Linked DNA regions of Zea mays: all the other regions are linked to region 1. Evidence: chromatin contacts called from public Hi-C data. All regions are on one chromosome and are shown on one strand. The core of a region is the stretch at or near the end of the contact, and the rest is flanking DNA. Distances in the headings are between cores, read along the strand shown. Region 1 holds the start of LOC100382195. Region 2 has its middle 30 kb from the start of LOC100217071. Region 3 holds the start of LOC100217071.

The links. Hi-C and Micro-C count contacts between places; a contact is called where the count stands out from the background.
Region 2: a Hi-C map of endosperm shows a contact between it and region 1, with 2.3 times the contacts expected there. The contact joins the enhancer-like site here to the promoter of LOC100382195 in region 1. A contact is called at or near these places in 2 of 25 Hi-C or Micro-C datasets (endosperm and leaf).
Region 3: a Hi-C map of endosperm shows a contact between it and region 1, with 2.9 times the contacts expected there. The contact joins the promoter of LOC100217071 here to the promoter of LOC100382195 in region 1. A contact is called at or near these places in 6 of 25 Hi-C or Micro-C datasets (ear, endosperm, leaf and 2 more) and 1 of 3 datasets of contacts at active chromatin or transcription factors (leaf).

What each region holds. Positions count from the first base shown.
Region 1 is chr1:28,748,374-28,751,073 of Zm-B73-REFERENCE-NAM-5.0, forward strand. It overlaps LOC100382195, which reads left to right and starts at 1,333. Exons shown (of 11, transcript NM_001174954.1): 1 at 1,333-1,617; 2 at 1,701-1,753; 3 at 2,021-2,168; 4 at 2,305-2,412. The coding sequence starts at 1,402.
Region 2 is chr1:28,618,119-28,620,818 of Zm-B73-REFERENCE-NAM-5.0, forward strand. No RefSeq gene overlaps it. Among protein-coding and RNA genes, the nearest start is that of LOC100217071, 30 kb to the left of the region's middle. Within about 2 kb of position 1,448, at least 18 of the 20 cell types and tissues checked have an H3K27ac peak or open chromatin away from gene starts, as enhancers often do. A contact at or near this core is called in endosperm and leaf, where this site is marked.
Region 3 is chr1:28,588,228-28,590,927 of Zm-B73-REFERENCE-NAM-5.0, forward strand. LOC100217071 reads right to left here and starts at 1,375. Exons shown (of 1, transcript NM_001143441.2): 1 at 1-1,375. The coding sequence starts at 1,322.

The DNA of each region.
Region 1 (2,700 bases), core at 83-2,582:
TAAAGATTATAAAATGATATAATTCTACCATACAGAGACCAAATAAGAGAAAGTTTGTGATCTCAAGTTTCTAAAATAAGTCACATGAATTCAAACTTATAAAAAAGATGGATCAAAATATGGGGTGATTGCTAAAGTCAGTCATCAATAAAAACTGGGTGCGCTCCATATAAACTATGCTACTTCGTAGCAATTACTAACGTTTAAAACTAACAAATAATCTTTTATTTTACTATTAGTGTGACAAATCATTGTTGCTCCATCCAATTCAGCAACCTCAAACACTATGAAGTCCATTGCTCCAACGTGGTCTCAAAAACGACCTAATGATTGCAAGAGACAAGAACGCTGTGCCGTGCTTGGGTTGTAGCCTCGGCCCGTAGTGCTGGCCCGGCCCGACACGATTATATTTTTTTATTTTACAAAAACGTATATACATATATACAATTTTTATTCGATTTTAAAATATCTGAGCATGATGTTCTACTGGTTAGACAGCTTCACCCAGTGTCTCCTGTCCTTATTCCATCAGGGCATGAGTTCAAACCCCACCTCATATGCATCGTTTTTAACATTTTACGCTGGTTTAATTAAATGGGCCGACGGGCTATTAAATGGGCTAACGGGCTGGCCCGACACAGTCAGCAGGCCGGCATGACGTGCCTGGGCCAGAGTTGTGGCCCGCGGGCGTCTGGCTCGTGCCGGACCGCCGTTTGACCATCTATATGAGTACAACAGATTAATTTGAAATAGCTGTGAGAGGTTATTTGTAAAAAGATGACGCAAGATGACCGTTGAAACTAAATAGTTGTGAGAGATTATTTGTAAAAAGATGACGCGGGATGATCGTTGAAACTGGTGCTTTAAGTATAGTATAGATATAGATATAGATTATTGTCGAAAGTGAAACAAGTTATGGAAATGGACTTTTTTTAATAAGGTTTAGGAAAACAAGAAATTATCAGGATAAATGTTATGGGGTAAATGAGCGACACAATTGTGATAACATGAAGTAAATGCCTGTTCCCGACATACTCAAAGCATAAATAGAACGCATGAACTCTCCATTCCGTGTTGAGTTGGTAAAGTGGTAGAATACCGGAATCAGCTTGAGCTTATCACTATCTCGTTCAATCCACCCCTAATCGATCGAACAAGATTACATGGGCTGTAATAATAATTTAGCCCAACTATGCAGCCAACAGCCCAACACCGGCACACGGTCTGCACCGCAGAAACTTTGCCTTCCCCGCGTCCGGCTACTACTGTCGGGGCGTCGACCCATATTCACTCCTCTGCCCTCTCAGATCCCGAACTACCAAACCCCCTTCTCGCCGGCGGAGGAAGGCGGGGGCGGAGAAAAGAGATCACGATCGCTAATCCGTGACGGCAGCGGTCGGGATGGCGGCGGCGCTAGCTCCGGGGGTGTCCCGGAAGTTGAAGAAGGTGCTGGAGACGCGTACGGATAACCCGGATCTGCTGGCCTCGCTGGGCGCGCTCTCCACTTTCTACGTCCAGAACACCCCGCAGGCGCGCCGCAATCTCAAATCCTCCATTGAGCAGCGTGCACTTGCCATCAATCGCCACTTCCTCGACGCCTCGCTCCCCGCCCACAAGGTGCGGTGTTGTCAGCTGCCCCTCCTTACGCAGCCGCTGTGCCCTGTTTGATGATTGCTTTGCTCTGCTCTTTCTTCATGCAGGCGCTGGATCGCGTCGAGGGGGAGGTGCACGCGCTGAACGACTCCTGGAAGAAGTGAGTTGCTTTGTTCATTGCCCTAGTGCTGTTCTCTGCTGTCTGGTCTACTTAGCTATTCCTAGTCTATTGTATCTTATCACAATATCAAAAGCTGCCATGCCATATAAAATGATATAAGATATAACTATCCCAATGTATGGTATCATAGCTTGCTTTTTGATTCTCATAGGATACTAAATACTAGCATATACGAGAGTATGAGATGTGGGCCACTTAGAAGGGTGTGCTGCTACTCGTTTATATTCTTTTTATTTGTGTTATTAGGATCGAGGAAGCATTGAACAGTTGTAGTGCAAGTACTGGGGACATCATCAGTACAACAGAGAGGTTGCAACAGGAACTTGAAGTTATCACTCAGAGGCAAGAAATTGTGTCATGCTTCCTGCGGGATTACCAACTTTCAAATGAAGAGGTCCTTTTTTTATCCAAGCAAAACTAATTGAATTATGATGTTTGTTTGCTATGTTGATGCCATTTTGTCTTAAGGCGGACATCACGATGTATTCATTCACGATTGTATGTATTGCTCTTTTATTAATGGTTAAAAGATAAATGCACTTCGGGAAGAGGAGATAGATGACAAATTCTTCAAAGCATTGCTGCATGTTCAAGAAATACACTCAAACTGCAAGGTCCTGCTGCGAACACACCACCAGGTACCATTGCTTTGTCCTCGAATTTTGGTGGCCTTGAGCCTTTAATGCCTCAGAAAGGTGGATTATTAACTGTTGAGAATAAGGTGGTCATGTTTATGAAATCCTAAAGAGAAAAACAAGGACTATGCATTTTTTAAGGAAAAACACAACATGATATCATAATTGTTCAATCTTGGATTTTTGTTTTTTTCTCTCTCCCAAAATTCTAGCCAAGTATGGATTATACTAACCAACGATTTGATATTGTGATCTTTCCAAATTTCTAATAGTTAGTTTCCTTATCAAATG
Region 2 (2,700 bases), core at 198-2,697, 130 kb before region 1:
AAACAGAAGAATATAATGCATAATAATATTCTACGCATCGTAACGAGATTGTAGGTTCGAGAACCAATAAAATCAGAGTTACGGTTTAAGAGTTATGATCTTCTGAAGATTTATGTGTTAGATAATAAACAAGTTAAGTGCAAAATTTTACCATATGTTTCATAACAAAATAAAGTTGCTAGATGATAAACAATATTAATGTGAATTTAATGGAACTGGAATGGATCAAACAAGAGTTAAAACGAATCACTTATGAATTAAACAAGTTTCTAGAATTATTTATATACTAAAAATTATTTTCAGCATTAATTTATCTCATTTTATTTACTATATGGGCTGCTGCCAAATTCTGGAGTTCCCTAGGGTCAAATCTGCAAAATCCAGGGCCTATGTGGAATTACTTTTACACAGCAGTGGACTATGGGTTGATATATAACAACCCTAGGGGCTCTTTTAAAAACTATCCGACCGAAGGGTTATCTTGTGATCCTAGCGGTCTGATCTATATCGGATGGTCAAGATTAGATCTGCATTATTATGAACCGATATGCGATTTACACCTAGGATCATGGATCTATGGTCATGACATGCAGACGCCCAGAGCCGCACCGATCTAACTCGACGGCCCTGATCTGATCACAGCGTACAGAAACGTTAACTTCTAATCTCTACCATCCGTTGCGGATCAAACGGTCCCCGGTCCTCCTTATAAATCAGCGTGCAATCACAGCCACACGTCTCGCAATCGATGGCTCAGATTCACCCGACCACATCCGATGGCTAGACCTAATTTAAACAGTTGAATATACGATCGACGATGGCGTGGTCATCTTCATCCTCCAGCCACACCAAACGGCGGAATAGAGCCTGCGCGGCGTACGCACACTGGAGACCCGTCCTAGAGCGACACCACACCAATAGACCCCCAGATCGATCCTACATGATTACTAGGCTAAAGGTATCCGAGTGGGGAAGGACTCACCTGAGATTCGGCAACGGGAAATAGTTGTCCACACACCATGCAAATCCGCGGCCAAGTCCGGGCAATGGCGAGGAATTACGGGCACCCCGATGGCTCCCGGTCTCCCTAGTTGTCACCACTATGAGCGCGATATCGTGATGAAGATCCCGACTCCAATCTAGGCGCCAAACTACCGCACAATCCAAGTATGGCGTGGTGTCCCTCAACTCCGGCGAGAAGTACCCCTTCCCCCCGCTCCGAGCACGCTAACGTAGAATCTTTGGGATTAGCGTGAGATGGATGAGGAGCACCTGGCGACCGCATGTATACTCATGTCCAAGATCTGAACCCTAGGACCCAGGACGGATTCCACAACCAAATCCCAAGATCCGCGCGTGCACGAGTTCGTCCAGTTCTGTTGTGAGGTTGATGAGCTGATCCGGTGGGACCCACGTGATAGAGACACAAAGCCTGGCGCGTTGGATGATGGTTGAGCTGTGTTCGCAGGGTGAAGGGCTGACGGGCGGGGTCCTGTTGTCAGCGCATCAGCAGGTGGCGGGCTGCGTGGAGAGAAAGGCGAAATGGGCCGAAAACGCGAATTAGGGCCCGTCTAGCTCTCTTTTCCCTTTCTTTTCCAAATTCAAATATTCAAGCCAAATTCAAATTTCTGTTTTGAATTTCAGATTTCCAATCTCAAATATAATCCTAATGTAAATATACATCCTATTATTTGCAATATTATTATTTATTCTCCTTCCTATTATGTAATTATGGAAGGAATAATGACCCTATTCCCTTTCTTTTTACTCATTTTTTATTTTTTATTTTCATTTATAATTTAAATTCAAATTTTAAATTATGGTTCCTTTGTTTTGATAGAACACATTTTCAATTGTCTAAATCTTTATCAAGATATGATTTAGCTAACATTATTTTATTATAACCATTTACTTTTTAGAAAGGGGTGAACTCTAAAGTTTTAATTATTTATCAAGGGTATTTTATTTTGATTATCATTATTTTTTATTAAAGGATTTCCTTAAATCACAAGTTAGGATTTTGGGTGTTACACGTTGATATAGCTGATCTGAAAGCAAAGTTTTCCTAAGAGAATGGCCTTAATGTTGAGTCTGTTAATGAACATAAGCTCGTCAAAGAACTTAAATCTCATCGTGATTTGCACTTCCATAAATTAGCGAAAATCTCTGAGACCCAGGAGGTATCAAATTTACCCTTATAATATTTTTAACAGAGTAAACTACACCACCAGAAACCATTGCTCAATTGTCATCATGATTATCATTAAACTCATGACCATCCAATAAATCTAGGTCTTCCAATTCATTAAGAGCCTAGGTAGATAGAGGAAGATTGAATATAGATGATAGATCTGAAGCATCAAAGACTTTTTTTAACCGATAAACAAGGGGCAGAGATAAATGATTCTAGGTTGGGATATTTAGACCTGAGCACCTCTTCAGTCCAATTATCATTCTAGAAAGAGGTAGAATGTCCATTTCCAATAAAACTTCTAACAACTTCCCTGTATGAAGGATTAAGCCTAGAGATATCCTTCCACCAAGGGGGTCCTTTCTGTTTGCAGAAGTGAGGGGCCTTTCAAACATAATAAGAATCCCAGATGAACTTGACCTAAGGAATGTCCATGTGAGGGTATCAATCACTGTTATGGGGAGGAGTTCTATCATCAATCAAATGTCGCAGATACTCAGTGTCTACTA
Region 3 (2,700 bases), core at 125-2,624, 160 kb before region 1:
GCACAAGATAATTCTATGAGGATCCCCCTGTCGACAACCTTCCTTCCCAATGTTGATGCCTCATGAATGTGGCCTTCCTCACACAGCCCAAGCAACAAGGTACCATACACATCAGAGTCACACAGCACCCCGTTCTCCTCTATCACTCCCAGCCAGTAGCAAGCATCCAACGATCTCTTCCTTATGCACAGTTCCCTCACCATACAACTGCCAGCGAGTGGGGTCAGCTGCACCCCTTTCGTCATCATCATCCGTGCCAGTCCTTCAGCTTCTTCTCCCATGCCAACCTTCCACAAGGAAACGAGTAGAACATTGTAGCACTGTGTACTCGAAACACTCCCATCACCAATTACACGCTCCACCACATCATACGCGTCGACAACCCTCTGCTCAGTGCAAAACCCTTCAACCAGCGTCCGCATAAAAACACGGTTTGGCATCACCCGTCTCTCTGTCATCCTATCCAGCACAGCGAGAGCCTCGACCGCCCTCCCCTTCCCGCAGAGGCATTTCACCAAACACGTATAGGTCACCACGGTGGGTGCACAGTTTGCACCAAACTCACTACCCTCCATCGCCTTCATCAGCCTCAACGCCGCATCCACGTTCCCGAAACTGCACATCCCATCGAGCACTGCCGTGTAAACCACAGCATTGGGCACACACCCGAACTCCGGCATTTTATCGATCAGCCGGTAGGCGACTTCGAATTCCCCCGCCGACGCCAATTTATGCACAGCGGCCACGATCACGGGCACGGTTGGACAAGCGCCGGACGCAGACATTATCTCAAGCACTGCCGAGACATCGCTGGCGGAGCCCGCCGCGCGGAGGGCGTGGTGGAAGCAGGCGGCGCTGGGCACGAGGTCGAAGGACCGCATGTGGCGCAGGACGGCGAGGGAGGCAGGGAAGAGACTGGCGTGAGCGGATATGTTGAGGAGGAGGGCATAGTGCGGGAGCTGGAGCGGCCGTGGGGAGGACGAGAGGAGGAGCGGCACGGAGTATGAGAGGTCGGGGAGCGAGGTGGCGAGTGAGGAGAGAGCGTGCTGGGAGGGTAGCGGGGAGGATGGGGTCAGGCGCCATAGTAGAAAGCGGAGGGAGAGAAGAGGGGAGGGGAGCAGCGGGAGGAGGTGAGGCAGCCTGCAGAGAGGGAAGGCGTCGGAGGGTGACGGGAAGGCGCGGGAGAGCGCGTGTGAGAGCGACGTGGAGGACGGCGGCGCCGAGTTGAGGACCCCTAGCAGCGCGGCGACTTCGGGGTGATCGCGGTGAGGCGGGCGGGCGGAGAGGCGGCGGCGGAGGAGGAGCGATGCGCGCGGTGGCATTTGATCGCGATTTGGACGGAGATGGAGAAGGGAAGCGCGTGCGGAGCATCCGCGTCTGTGTGGGGCTGTGGGCTGGCTCCTGGCTGCCGCCGGCTGCAGGAGTGCGAGCGGAGGAGCGGGTCGATTCGTCGTTACTCAACGCGCTCCGCTCCAATTTTTTTTTAAAAAAATATAAGGGCTAGTTTAGCAACTCCAATTTTTATAGAATTTTTATTTTTTTAAAAAAATTAGTTTATTTTTTCTTAGATCCCTTGATAATATACTAATATATAGTTTCTAAACTAGCCCTAAAAGAAAAAAATATGAGGACACTGAAGAGAACTTTCACTGTGCACTCGTCATATGCAATTAAAAAAATATTATAGCATAGTCATCAACATTTTAAAATATATTAGCTAAACTTTCACATCCATAACTACTCTATATCTTAACCATATACAAACAGCCATATTTTTTATCAATATATAAAAAATACCCACCGCGGGCCCCTATCACCCATCTCCTTTTCTTTTGTCTCGGCTGCAGTAACGTGAAAGAGAGAGAGAGAGAGTAATACAGCAGAACTGCATAGGGCCTGTTTGGTTCAGCTTTTTTCTGACCAGCTTTTCTGAAAATCTAGCTGTGGGGAGAATCTGGCTGTGTAGAGAATCTGAGTATTATTAGGATTACGTGTGGAGGAAGATAAAGGTGTCCATAGGACTCAGGATCTAGAAAGTGACAGATTCCTACTATTGCAACGACTCAACCGATTATGTGTTTATGCTAATTATGAATGGTTTTTACTTAAATAAATTTTATAGAAGCTGACTGAAAAGCTGAGCGTTTGGCAGTCCGCGGCAGCTTTTGGTGGCCAGAAGCTCCAAAAAGCTGAAACAAACGGGGGCATAGACTCTACAGTTGAGGTTGGAGAGTACCAATGGAAGGAAGCGCTAGGACATGCAGTATATGAGTGTAGTTATATTTACTGAAAATGATACTGCAGTTGGTTTTACTGTGCACAAGTGTGGACAGCCTAATGGCTTTGCAACAGTTACAACTCCTGATCTACAAAACGACAACACGAACACAACAACAACGCAAGACCAATAATAGTCCCAAGGCCCAAGCATAGCCTGCAACCTAGCTCCAAAGAGCGTAGTTGGTAGCAAATCTCAACTCCAGGCTAGGGGAGTAGAGCCAATGTTTGGTTTTTGTTTCGCAGCTGATACAATAGAGATGAAAGTGAATAACTAAATTGTTTGAACAAATTTAATATTTTAAAATAAATATATATGAAATTTGATGTTGATTTTTTATGTTATCAAGCACATTATTATAGATAAGAATATTTTTTTTACAAATTGTTTTATGCATTATTTGCTCCCTTCAACAAAAGGTG